Regions from separate parts of the Triticum aestivum genome. Here region 2 is linked to region 1. Evidence: chromatin contacts called from public Hi-C data. All regions are on one chromosome and are shown on one strand. Each heading gives the region's core, a stretch centred on a gene start, on an enhancer-like site or on the middle of the called end of the contact. The rest is flanking DNA. Distances are from core to core; before and after follow the strand shown.

Region 1 (6,938 bases), core at 3,249-5,748:
TTGCGGGCGCGTACCGCGATGTATAGGCGCTCCCGGGGGGAGCTCCTAAACCGCTGGTTGGGAGAACTGGCACCTGCAGAGCTCGTGGCTGAGCTGTTTCTGCAGTCAGCCCATGTTCGTTTGACACTGAAATCAAATTCCATTAACTGGGAATAACGGGACTCAAACTCATCTCTGAAGCAACAACAACTAGTCGCAATAACCACTATACCGAGTACCCCTTGACAACCAATATCTGGAAAGAGCTCTATTTGACATTCTCCTAGTACAGCATTAAGAGATACTATTATATAGCTTATATATATTATATGAAAAGAAAAGTAAACTTTGAAAAGAAATTCAAGGAAGTTTTTCAAACCACGAATTAAAAAAACAAAAAATTGAAAAGATTCGCACAAATTGAAAAGAGTTCATAAATTTGAGAAAACTTCACAAAATTGGTATTTTCATGGAATTACGAAATAAGTTCACAAATTTGAAAAACAATCATCAAATATGAAAAAAGTTTGTCGAGTTTGAAAAACCTTTATTGAATTGGAATAAAAAAATTCATCCAATTTAAAAATAGTTCATCGTAATTGAAAAGAAGTTCACCGAATTTGAAAATAGTTCATGCAATTAAAAAAAGTTCATCAGATTGGAAAAAAGTTTATCAACCTTGAAAAAAGTTCATGAAATCTGAAAAAAGTTCATCGAAATTTAAAAAGAATTCATCGATTTTGAAAAAAGTTTATAGAATTTGAAAATAGTTCATCGAATTTGGTTTTAATTTGATAACATGGAAAAAGTTCGTTGATTATTAAAAAAAAGTTCAACCGTTTGAGAAAACGTTCGTCCATCTTGATAAAAAAGTTCATCTAATTTTGAGAAAAGTACATCTATTTTGAAAAAAAAAACATCAATTTTGGAAAAAGTTCACAATTTTCTCAAAAAAATTCATAAATTATGAAAAAAAATCATGATTTTTTTTAAACATCGATTATGAAAAAGGTTCACAAATTTGAAAAAATCTTATCAATTTTTGAAAATGTTCATCTAATTTGAAAAGAAATCATGTAATTTTAAAAAAAGTGCATCAATTTAGAAAAAAAGTTCATGATTTTTTAAAAAACCACACACTAAAAGAAAGGATAAAAAACGAAGAACCAAACTGGAGAACACATAAAAGACAAAAGCGATGTACCATTTCTATTCGGGGCGCTAGCGTGCCTGCAGGGGGATTTCCTATTTAGCGCTGCAGGCGCCGGTTTTAGCTGTTCCCGCAAACCGGCGCCTACAGCCGCGTTAACTGGGCCTGGCCCATCTTTTCCTTTTCCTTTCCTTCTTGCCGTGAGGACAAAAAAGGCGCGCTTTGGATGGGAATCGATCCTGCGACCTCATGGTCTTTCGCCTGACGCACTAACCACCGCAATTACTCGTATTAGTTGACTAAACTGCTGCTTCTTCACCTTTTTTTCTTACAACGATTCCTTTTTCATATTTTTTTTCCTTTTTATTCGAAACGGTTTTGTTATGTTTTTTTTTCTTTTTCTTTTTTCTTCTTTTCGGAACGGTTTTATATTTCTTTTGCTAATTTGAAAGAACTATTTTTCAAAATCAGTGAACTTTCTTTCACAATCGATGAACTCTTTTTCAAGATCGATGAACTTTTTTCTAAATCGATGAATTTTTTTCTAAATTGATGAACTCTTTTTCAAAACTAATGAACTCTTTTCACAATCCATGAACTTTTTTTCAAAATGGATGAACTCTTTTTCAAAATCGATAAACTGTTTTTCAAAATTGATGAACTTTTTTCAAAATCAATGAACTTTTTTTCAAAATTGATGAGCTCCTTTTCGAAATTGATGAACTGTTTTGCAAAATTGATGATTTTTTTTAAATTCGGTGAACTTATTTCAAAATTGATGAACTCTTTCCCAATTTGATGAACTTTTTTCAATTTTTGTGAACTTTTTTCCAAATTTGATGATTTAAAAAATGGATGTAGGTTTCCAAATTTGTGAACTTTTTTAAAATCTTGATTTTTTTTTCTTTTTTTGTGATTTTTTTGTTTTACGTTTTTATCTTTTTTTTAAAGTCAACGATTGACCAGTCAGTCAACTGGTCAACCGCGACCGTACGAACAGCCCTCGAGGCTCTCGATCGAGCCAGGGACCAGGCGGGGCGAGGTTAGCCAGCGACTGGGCGTGGTCGCCACATGGGCCGGCCCATGATTCGGCGGCTGTGAGCGCCAGCTCCGTTAGCTGGCGCCTGAAGCGCCAACTAGGAGCTCCCGCCTGCAGGCGCCGGTAGCGATTACTGGCGCTTCACACGCCTCGAGTAGTGGGCCGGCCCAGGAAACGTAGCGCAGAGCGCCTATCGCAAAAAAAACTGGTCGACCCAGGATTTTATCTCGGACCGCCTGAAGTAGAACCTTCAAACACAGCCACTAGGCCATACTTCCTTAGTTGTTCATTCTGAGGACAAACCACCCTTATTATATATCCAGCCTATTATGCATATTATTTTATGATAAAATGAATGCACAATATAAAAAACATGAATTTGAAGATAGTTCATAAAATTGAAAAAGGTGCGTACAAACTAAAGAAGATCGTGAATTTGAGAAAATTTCATGAATTTGGAAAAGTTCACAAATTTTAGGATAAAGTTCATGAAATTTCGAAAAAAGATCACAAATTTGAAAAGGAGAACATCAATTTTTAAAAAAGTTCACCGATTTTGAACAAAAAATTCATCAATTTTGAAAAAAGTTCATTAAAGATGAAAAATAGTTCACTGATATTGAAAAAAGCTCGTCAATTTTGAAGAAAGTTCATCGATTTGGAAAAAGTTATTGAAATCGAAAAAAAACTCATAAAATTTGAAAAACAAATTAACAATTTTATAAAAAGAATCATCTAATTTAAAAACAAGTCCACAAATTTTAAAAAGTTCATCCATTTTAACAAAAAGTACGCGAACTAGGATGAAAAAAAAAGAAGAAAGGAAGGAGAAGCAAAGAGGAAAGATAAAAAGAATGCAAAGATGAGTGTAGCCACGTGAGGTTTATTGGTGGAGTGGTTGGTGCGTTGTAGTTTGTAGCAGGAAGTCACCGTTTAGAGTCACAGTTTCCACTTCTTTTTCGTTTTGAAAAACAGAAAAAAGGTAGATGGGCCGGCCCAGCTCGCAGTGCTGCATACGCCAAATACCGCATATGTGCTACAGAACGAGAGAGAACTCTTTGCCTCCTAAAAGTATATTTTTGAGCAAATGCCTCCGAAAAGATATGACCCTCATGTGCAGTTGGAACAGCAAAAGTGTGCAGTTGGAATAATTTTTGAGACACATGTCTTCGTCCAATTTGTCTAGTAGTCTCCATGTGTGTTTGTACTGATTGTACTATATATATTTAATATAATGCGTGGTTATATAAAAAAAAAGTGGGCTTCACACATTCGCTAGCCACAACAAAGGAAAAAACAGCAAACCAACCTATGATCGGATGTGGATGTTTAGGTGGACAGTGGTATCCCCAGCCTACCAGGGTTCAACTTCTTGTGCTCTCATTTATCCTGGATTTATTTCAGAAATTCCGACGATGCGCGTTCAGTGGAAATAGACGTTCCCGTCGATTACGAGGCGCTTATGGTGACTTCATAAAATCTCAAGATGATATGCCGGTTCAGTCTCTCGAAAGTGCTCATAGGGATAGGGTGCGTGTATGCATTCATAGAGATGAAGGTATGTGCGTATATATGAGCACTTGAAAAACGGAAAAAACACAAAAGAGCATTGGCATTCCTAAACATATGTAATACATAATACTCCCTCCGTCCCATAATATAAGAGCGCTTTTGACACTACACTAGTGTAAAAAACGCTCTTATATTATGGGATGAAGGGAGTAGTTTATAGTTACACCCTTTCTTAAAAACAAAGTTACTAACCGCCATTTTTCAAGTATTTCTTTTTCAAGATCAAAGATGAGGCACACGTGATAATTCAGGGCGCACATAAAAGACGGCTTTGTTTTCTTTTTTTGCGTGGAATGAAGAAAAAAAGGCTTATTTGTGTGGTCATTTTGATATAAAATGGAAAGGGGACAAAGGAAATGCAAACTTAAAAGGAAGGAGATCCGATCCGATTCGTTGATGCCATGCCAGTACACATGCACAGAAAAATGTGCCATGGCAAGTTGTTGCTGGAGTTTGGCTGGCCATCGAAATATCCACGGATGGAGTTAGCTAGGGATCTGCGCTTGTGCTATATGCATGCACTTTGACTGGTCCAAGTGAAGCACATTGCACACACCCCTGAATCTGAATCTGAACCTGAAGATAATCTTTGGCGCAACCCGCCAGCTGCGTAGCTCAACTTGGCTGGCTAGCCAGCTCCCAGTTCCACTAGCTTGCACACGCATGGGCGGGCACAACGAAACATGCATGCAGAGGCACATCACCACTGACCATCGGCATCACCACCAGACACAGCCCCACGGGGGCGCGGTAGGCCATATGCTGACAGAGATGTCCATACCCTGCATGCACTCTGCAGCTAGCCATCTCTTCTGGCCCTCCATATCTACGTGTACGCGTACGAGTATCTCACATTAGAAGAAGAAACCAAAAGAGAGAGAGAAGCGTACTGTCATGGAGCAACAGTGTGTGGTATGATCATAAACGTAACTTTCTTCCTCGATAGAGCAACAGTTGAACTGTTGATGCACATGTGCCTTAACTTCCGTGGCACACTGCATCATGCAGGCGGGCTCGGCTGAGACGCATGCATGGGTCCAAAGATCTCCGGCCAGCCTGAGCCTGCAAAGACACCAGTCGAAGCACGGAAGCAGGAACGCAGTGCCCAAGGAACGATCAATGTGCGCTATGCATGGCCGGCATGGGCGCATGAGCGCAAAATATACTACACAGATAAGGCTGGTACACGTCGAAAGGAGAGGCCCGATCGGCAGGAGAAAAATAAACGCCCTAGAGGATAGCACTACCGGCAGTTTACGCCATGAAAGAGCATATACACCTGCACCGCGTATCGTATCGACAGTCAACATGCACCCCATCTCTCAGTCAGAAAAGCGGAGACGAGACACATGAAAGAACAGTTGCCGTCGCCTCTAAGAGCAACTCAGCGCGCCTACCCATTTCATCTGCTCGCGCCCGTTTAAACCAGTGCGGACAAAAAAGACATGCGTCGGTTTTTCATCATTTCCGGCCTAATTTTGAGCCTGATTTGCTTGCGCGCCAACTTCTTTCCCTGGCCCACTAGTCGGTGGCACATTGGCCATCCTTTTTCATCCATATCGACAACAACCCTCACCCGTCCCACCTCGTCGCCGCCGTCGCCCATTTTCGGTGCCTCTGTCAACAGCCCGTCACCGCCACCTCCCACATCACCGTCGGGGCACCAAAGCTCCCCCCCCCTACTCCAACGTCGCCGCTGTCAGGAAGCCGCCTCACCGCCCGACATCGCCCGATGTCCTGACGTCGGCACACTTGTCAGACGTCGCCAGGCCAGCCACCTGGTCCAAGGAAGGCGCGCGTCTCTTCGCCGGCCAGCTTCTTCGTCCACGCCCACAAGTTGTTCGACAGTTTGCGAAGGTACAAAATGGACTCCACAACGAGTTCTTTTTTCACAATTTTCTGTGCGACTCCGACGATTCCTCGTTCGATGATAAGGAGGAGATTTTGGCTGCCGTGTTGGTCCATGACCACCTTAATAGGCATCGGCCTTTGTTCCGGGGCTTGATCACGGGGCACCTTCCGACGTTGAGTCGCAACCGAGAGAGCAGCCATTTCCTTCTTTGCAAGGACTATTTTGACACAACCAACCCGCTGTTCAAACATCAGAAATTTCGGCAACCTTTCCATATAGGTATGCATCTTTTCAACCGTATTAGAGAGGGGGGTAGTCGGATACGATAATTATTTCGAGTGCAAAGAGGATGCCCTTAACAAGATTGGCTTCTCATCTTATCAGAAAATGCACTGCAGGCATCCGGATGCTTGCATACGGAGTGCCTGATGATCTCATTGATGAGTACGTCCGTATGAGTGAGTCTATATGCCTAGATTCCATGTACAATTTCTGCAAAGTTGTGATTGTTGTGATTGACCCTGAGTACTTGAGAGGGCCACGTGCTCAAGATATGTGACGCCCCCGATTCAATCGTACACTAATCATGCACGCAAATGTCTATGATCAAGATCAAGGACTCATGGGAAGATATCACAACACAACTCTAAAAACATAAATAAGTCATACAAGCATCATAATACAAGCCAGGGGCCTCGAGGGCTCGAATACAAGTGCTCGATCATAGACGAGTCAGCGGAAGCAACAATATCTGAGTACAGACATAAGTTAAATAAGTTTGCCTTAAGAAGGCTAGCACAAACTAGGATGCAGATCGAAAGAGGCGCAGGCCTCCTGCCTGGGATCCTCCTAACTACTCCTGGTCGTCGTCAGCAGTCTGCACGTAGTAGTAGGCACCTCCAGTGTAGTAGTCGTCGTCGGCGGTGGCGTCTGGCTCCTGGGCTCCGGCATCTGGTTGCGACAACCAGGAAGAAGAGGAAAAGGGGAAAGGGGGAGGAAAGCAACCGTGAGTACTCATCCAAAGTACTCGCAAGCAAGGATCTACACTGCATATGCATGGGTATATGTGTAAAAAGGCAATATCGGTGGACTGAACTGCAGAATGCAAGAATAAGAGGGGGATAGCTAGTCCTATCGAAGACTACACTTCTGGCAGCCTCCGTCTTGCAGCATGTAGAAGAGAATAGATTTAAGTCCTCCAAGTAGCATCGCATAGCATAATCCTACCCAGCGATCCTCCCCTCGTCGCCCTGTGGAAAAGCGATCACCGGGTTGTCTGTGAAACTTGTCTGGGTGTGTTTTATTAAGTATCCGGTTCTAGTTGTCATAAGGTCAAGGTACAACTC
Region 2 (7,143 bases), core at 3,900-6,399, 140 kb after region 1:
GCATGTCTTTCTATATATTGATAGTCACGAAATGGGCAAAACAGACAGCAGCTATATATTGTTAAAGAAGCAACATAGTTTCAGGGAAATAAGCAAGATAGTTTTAAGGAACTAACATGATTGCTTGTCATATAGAGAAAGCCACTCACCTTCACAAAGGTTGCAGGTGGTTGATTCACTTGATCAGGAGTGTGTGAACATGGCACATATCCCGACTCATCCAAGCATCCTGAACTATTTAGTGTCTGATCCAAGGAGAAATCATGTTGAGAAGGACTCAGAAAATTGGAAGTGGAATAGGGCATTGCCGTCGAATCATTCTCGTCGTGAAGACCTCCTTGCATCAGAAGTGAGTGTGAGTCTATATTAACGCCGAACAAAAGATGATTCTGAGGATCAGAGCTCCCATCTTGATCCACCAAGCAACCTCTTCCAGGAAGTGGCGCCAATGCAGAGCTTTGAGGTATGCTAGGTGGTGTTGAGGATAGCTGTTCCATATGCGTGGTGGACTGAGGCCGAGAAGGAATCAGAGACTCCACTGCAACTCGCTTTGACGACCATGAGTCAGGGACAGGTACCGCAGTAGGCCTTGACATACTCAGGTGTGAAGCTGTTTCTGATGAGAATGGCCCCAAGGTATTATGCATGGCGGGGGCACCGGATGGGGACAATGAGCTCATATTCGTGTCCGAAAAGCTCTGAGACTGCGAAAACGGTAAGGCCGTTTGCAGTGCTGTAGGTGAAGACTGAGGACCTGGGGAGAGTTGAGAATATGCTGACTGGTAGTTCGCCATATTCTTCTGTTGTTGCATATGCTGATGTTGAGGGACTTGCATACCCTGTGATTGCTGCTGATTTGATTCTTGCTGTTGGAGAAGCTGTGGCTTCTGCTCATTGAAGGACTGGCACCGTTGGAGCTGCTGTTGAAGGAACTCAGACTGAGCCTGGCCCTGGATCGTGGCCCCATTGATGTTTTGAAGGTATGACTGCTGCTGAAACTGAGGTTGCATTTGCTGTAAAATCTGACTTTGCAGAAGCGGCGTAGCTCTACCAACCATGTTTTGTGGCTGCTGGAACTGCAACATCGTGGGTGACATCTTTGTTGGGTCCTGGAACGCAGCCGCAGCCATCGTTTGGTAAATGTCAGGCTGTAGACCAAGTAACGATGCATCCAGCCTTGGCTGCATCCAGGGATTCATACCAGCACCACCGAAATTCAGCGACTGGAAACCAGGGCTTGCACTATCTCGAAGCCACATGAGCGAGGAAGTCAAGTCATCATCCTTACCACCTACAGAAAGAGATAGATAATTTATAACACTCCATACTGAAAGCATACTACACAATTATTCAAGCATAGCTATTTACGAATGCTAGTTAAAGACCAGCTGTCCATCATACCATGCAGAGAAGGCAAGCCTGTTGGCCATGGTCGCTTCAGTCTGAGTGGAAAAGGAGTAGGGTACATCGGGAAAGTTGTCAGGGGTTCAATCTCCCAAAGTGACACCCTTGGCTGCCTCTCTCCAGCAGTTGATTCATCCCAGCCAACCTGCATTTTTCACAGACAAAGTTCTCTGTCATGCTAAACTGTGAAGTTATGCCAAGCAATCTCAATAGGAATTTGCATCTCATCAAACAATACATGGGTAAACAACAGGCGATGTTCATGTACAGACTTGACTGGATACAATAATTAGTGTTAGCCCGTAAATATACCTTCACAGACCGCCAATGTGAGTTTGGCCAACGGACAGCATCAAGATCACTAATTCCTGTAATTGTCCCCATGTATCTGAACAATAAGAATTGGTCTGGTTAGACAATTAAACATTTTTAGATAAGACTGCTAATAGTTAATACAGTAGCATTTATTGCTGCAACATGTTTTTAGAGTAAAGATGAAAAGCACATCAAAATTTAATTTAGCATACCTCCGAACACTTGATTCTTCTGTCTCAAAAAGCATCCTGAAACGCATCCCCACCGATATACGGGTATGATACACGGCTTTTACATACTTGGCAAGTGGTATAACAAACTCACAAGGGCTAGCTCTGCAGAAACAGAGGGTTTAACTTAAAGCATTCAGAAGGAAAAACACTGAACAAACGAAAGCATACACTTTTTTTACCTTGGGTTATAAAAGATTGTAAACCGGCTATTTGTTGAGGCAGCATGAGCAGCTGCAGCAAGAAGACCAATGTGCATGCTATCACTTGATAGGACGGAAGATGGCATGACAGTTTGTGGCCGAGTTGCCCGGCGAATTCCCAGAAGAAGCTGATTGTTGTCATTCCTGAAAATTCAAGGAGATGCGCAAATTTGACCAGTGAGAATCTGCATGCACATACCAGAATTTGAATAGACGTCGAGGAGAGAGGGGTGCCAGTTATATCATCTCGAGTGTTGGAAGAATGAACATACCAGATAAATAGGACAGAGTCCCCAGCAACGAGTCTCTTTGCACTTACAAAGACACTCCAGCCTGTTGTGAGAAGATGCCGCTTTGGCTGACCTGCAAAACTAGAGCTTATGAGTGAAGTTCTTCGTTGTCTTAAAATAAACCTTCACCCGGGGAAAATAGAAACAGATGGAATCATGCTTGACATTGTTCCCTGACACATTTTTTCAGAAGACATCAGAGACTGAGAACACTCACCGCGAAAGATGTGACGGAATTTCCACTCATTGCCATGAAGATCTTTTGCAAACAACTCCTGTGCTGGAGGCTGCATGGTGAAATCCTACAAAAAGTTACAGGCAAGTTAGAAGAAGAGTTGATGGTCTGGTTCACTCCAAGAAACCAAGTAAACTCAAAATTCATGCTGGAAAGTGTAGAGGAGCAGCACAGACCAGCGGAGGAAACACTTTCTCAGCTGCTCGCCGGGGAACAGAGAAGCCGCCATGCGTGCTTGTGTCACTCGCAGTTAATGTTTTGCAAAAATAATTCGTTGGCTGTTTGTTTGCAGTACCTAATTCAGCAGGTAGATACGGATCTTTGAGCTCTTGCTGAAAAGAGAAGCAAGCTAAAGTTACTCTCTTGGATACTGAGTTAAAAAAAACTTGCACATAGGACATGGTAAATATGAAAAAAATTTCACACACAAAAAGAGTGATATGAATTACCGGGTTAAGTGGTTGCAAGGTCATCTGCGCATAGACCTCGTCCGTCTCCGCATCAGCCTGAAGGTAATAATAAAACCAATGATCAAACAAAAAGATAGCAGTGATATTACTTAGCTGGTAAAAATATGTGCTCCAAATCTCCACACTTACATGCATGGTCACATTGTGCAGCTGGCAGATAAGCTGTGGAGGCAAATTGGGGTAGTTGGGGATCTGAGACTCGATCTCTTTATTCGTCGATGCGGCTACCTGAGACAGAAATTCACCCAGTAAATAATCTACATAGACAAAGAAAGCAAACGATTTCTGAGATAATTAAGCCAGATTTTTTTCTGTTCGGCGACGGAGGTTAGGATTCAGGATCATGCAAAGTTCCTTGCACTGGAGGTGGAATTCTGCACCAACCTGCTCGCTGTGACCCTGTGGGAAGTACACCACCCTGCTGCCGACCGCGGGCAAGGAGACGAGCGGGCCGGCGCAGGCGTGCCATAGCTCCGAATTCAGGCACTTGTGCTCCTCAGCAGCTGTAATGACATAATCATATGAGCAAAAGACTTGTCAGTGCTGATTTTTAACAGATAATGATGGCTCTAGGGGCTGTAACAGCTCTGAATTCATATGCTGGCCTTAAAGATTATTCAAGAAGGTGGGCATGCAACGAAATGAACTTCTAATTAGTGGCCTAAGGTTATTAATTTCTTCTTCATCTTACATGAAAATCAGCAATTTTTCAGACGAAAATACACATATTTATTCCAGTAAAAAAATAACTAATTAACACGCAGAGCAGGAAATTGGATGGGAAATAGGCGAGATTGCAGAACTGAAATCCCATTCCAAAGAAGTTAGTACTGAACTGCAATTTCGCAGGCATAAAAGTACCCCCAAAACACACAAGAAGCATTTTCATGTAATCAATTGCAACAACCCCTAACAAATCCAAATATTACTCCAGACTCGAATTCGACGCATTGGGCTACGACGGCCTGATCACACGGTCATAATCAATCCGAGGAGAGAGCCTCCGAGGAAAAATCACAAGCACAAACGAGAGCCAAGTAGTACTGCTAGTCCCACAAACTCCAAATCACACGGACAGCGAATAAATGAAGAGCGAGGGCAGCAGCAGTAATGGGCGGCAGCCCACGGACGGGGCAGGAGACAGAAGAATACCGTACCTTCCGGCGACGCCGGCGCCTGGGCCGGGAGGACGGCGCCCGCCGGCGACGAGAGCCTCATTTTTTGTTGCGATGAAAAAGGCCAATCAGAGACCGATCTGATGGAGGGGGGCAGCAATAAAAGAGCGTGCGCGGAGGCGGGGAAGGAAGGGGAGAGCGGAGGAAAGATTCCTCCTTTTCAGGCCAAATCGCAGCGCCTTCCCTAATAAACCCGTCGCTTTCCCGGCTCCTCCTGCTCCTCCTCGCCAACTCACTCGCCAGGGAACGGAATGGAATGGAATGGAAGGGAGCCGAGCCCCTTTTGCCGTGCGCAGTCACGCTTCCTTCCTCCCCGGGCAATCACCGCGGGAGTTCCGCCCAAGTTGCCGCCTCCGAGGGCAGCAGAAGCCGGCCGGGAGCCGCGATCCCCGGGCGCCGGAATGCGCAGGGGCCGCCGCCGTCACGGCCGCCGGAGCCGGGAAACGGTCGATCCGAGGAGCCGCCCCGTCGGATCTCGCGCCCGCGAGCTCCCGACGGCTCAGCGCCGCGCCCCCCGGCAGATCCGAGCGCCGCCGCCGGAGACGGGCATGCTCGCTGCTCCGCCGCCGCCTCCTTTCCTGCTTGCTTCAGAGCTCAGGAGCTGCGGTTACAGCTGGTTGCTTGCTTGCCTCGGTCCGGCTTTGCTTTTCTTGGGCTCGGCTTGCTTGCTTCTTCCTCCTCTGGCTGCTTGCTTGTTCTGGCTCTGGCCGCTGCCGCCGCTGGACCTGTTCTTGGGGTTTTAACCCCACGAGTGGTGCTGGCCGCTTTCCTCAGCCCCCCTCTCTCTCTCCCTGGTAGTAAAATCGTGTACTGTACGTACGCCCTTTCGTTCGTTTTACTAAGCGACTTGGGAAGTAGAGTAGTAGCAGAAGTATACTTGTACAGTTGTGCAGGAGCAGGTATTTTTATAGCAGTGTTGATGAGGCGTGTGCTCATGCTCCCCGGAATATGTGTGGCATGTGCAGTGAGGAGTGAGCGTTGCATGGACGATGTGCCTGTGTGAGTGATGTGAACGTTTTCTCCCTAGTGGAGTGCGGCTACTCAATTAATGGTGGTGTGTGTATAGTAGCTTTTCTTGCTTGCTGGAAGCACAGGGATTAATGGTGGTGTTTGTATTTGATGAAAAAGCAGCTTTGCTGTTTTCAGTTACTACATGGAATTTTTGTCCCTCTTTTTATAAAAAAAAATCGACCAGGTTGCGCCGCGTGAATCCCGAAAATGGACGAAATGAGTTTCGCTTCGGTACACCCCCTAAGAGTTTGGACGGATCTTAAAGATACTTAAAAAGGGTATTCTCGTACATTCACGGCCAACTAATTATATTCCTTTCCCGGTGCATCAAACAATAGATCAGAACAATCTAAACCTCCTTGTTAAAGCGGTAAGTTTTAATCTCCATCTTTAATCTGCATTGAAATTTGTAAACTTTTCTTTCGCGGGGGGGGGGGGGGGGGGGGGGGGACAAAAATGCACGGCATTTCAGGATCGAAAGTTGAAATTGCTCAAATGTGCTACTAAAATTCTGCTTATAATAGAATCAACAGCCCATATCAATAACTTATTACATGTACAATTTAACAAACTGGACAGAGTGAATCACAAAACTGAACCCAAAGAACATGTGGCTTTAGTTAATTCGTGGAACATTTCAAGAACATAAGTTCAAATTAGCCAAATGTGTTACTACTCAATTATTTGTCATAAGGAATGGACACTCTAGGTTGTCACCTTACGAGTAAAGATTTTCAGCCGGCCAAAAAATGTACAATTCTTGGTTACTTGATTTGTACTATTGAATCACATAGGGTTTTTTCTTGAGGTTTGCTTTGAATGGGGTTACAAGAGAACATTTCCATCACCCTAAATCCACTAGTAGAAAAAGGGCCAATTGTCCCGGTTCCTAAGGGCCTTTTGTCCTGGTTTTGGAACCGGGACTAAAAGGTCGTTACTAATGCCCTTGACCTTTAGTCCCAGTTCTTACACAAACCGGGACAAATGGGCCTCCACGTGGCCGGTGCGGCGAGCCCAGGCAGGAGGCCCTTTGGTCCCGGTTGGTGGCACCAACCGGGACGAATAGGCATCCACACGTCAGCATTTCAGGTGTTAGGGTTTTTATTTTTTTAAGGGGGGGGGGTAGGGGGTTAATTTAGATGTTCCATATATTGTGTTAGCTAGCTAATTAATACAGAGAAGTGTCCTCTCTTATCTCCGTGCTTGGTCGACCTACGTACTATACGTATAGAGAGGACTAGACACGCTAGCTAGTAAGCAAATGAAGGAAACAGAAGATCGTCATGAACATATGCATACAGAGAGAAGTGATATCGACCACCTCTCCTTCTCTGAGAGATTGGTTGAACAACAAGTTCTTGTATATCTATCCGACGCTACTGGCTACATATATACAATATAATTATCTCTTACAATATAATCTCCTAATTAAAAACCAACTGATTAGGGTCCACATGGTATTCTCCGTCTTTAGCGATCACGTGGTCAAGAAAGAATGCCGCCAATTCCTCTTGAATTCCTCGCATACGATCTGGTGGTAGGAGTTCATCTCGCATCCAAAATATCTAATTTGAAGAAGGGGGTCAACACATATATATGAATAAATAAAACTGAACACAAATGATGGTAATAAAATAAAATTGTGAATATTATTATTTACGCACTTCATATTGTTTGTCGGAGTAGCCCCGCTCACAGGTCGTGTGGCGGATGGACTCGCAAATGTAGTATCCACAGTAATTATTCCCTTGTTCCTGCCACAACCACTTTACAAGAAATAAAGGTCGATCAAACTGATAATTAGCAAGCA

The links. A called contact is a pair of places that touch in the nucleus more often than the background predicts.
Region 2: a Hi-C map of leaf shows a contact between it and region 1, with 5 times the contacts expected there. The contact joins the promoter of LOC123162439 here to the enhancer-like site in region 1. A contact is called at or near these places in 2 of 5 Hi-C or Micro-C datasets (both in leaf) and 1 of 1 datasets of contacts at active chromatin or transcription factors (leaf).

What each region holds. Positions count from the first base shown.
Region 1 is chr7B:630,643,908-630,650,845 of IWGSC CS RefSeq v2.1, forward strand. No RefSeq gene overlaps it. Among protein-coding and RNA genes, the nearest start is that of LOC123162439, 140 kb to the right of the region's middle. Within about 2 kb of position 4,499, at least 6 of the 8 cell types and tissues checked have an H3K27ac peak or open chromatin away from gene starts, as enhancers often do. A contact at or near this core is called in leaf, where this site is marked.
Region 2 is chr7B:630,783,188-630,790,330 of IWGSC CS RefSeq v2.1, forward strand. LOC123162439 (auxin response factor 17) reads right to left here and starts at 5,150. Exons shown (of 14, transcript XM_044580216.1): 1 at 4,305-5,150; 2 at 3,532-3,650; 3 at 3,277-3,375; 4 at 3,127-3,183; 5 at 2,854-3,009; 6 at 2,660-2,744; 7 at 2,425-2,515; 8 at 2,132-2,296; 9 at 1,932-2,054; 10 at 1,717-1,792; 11 at 1,402-1,549; 12 at 150-1,291. The coding sequence starts at 4,365.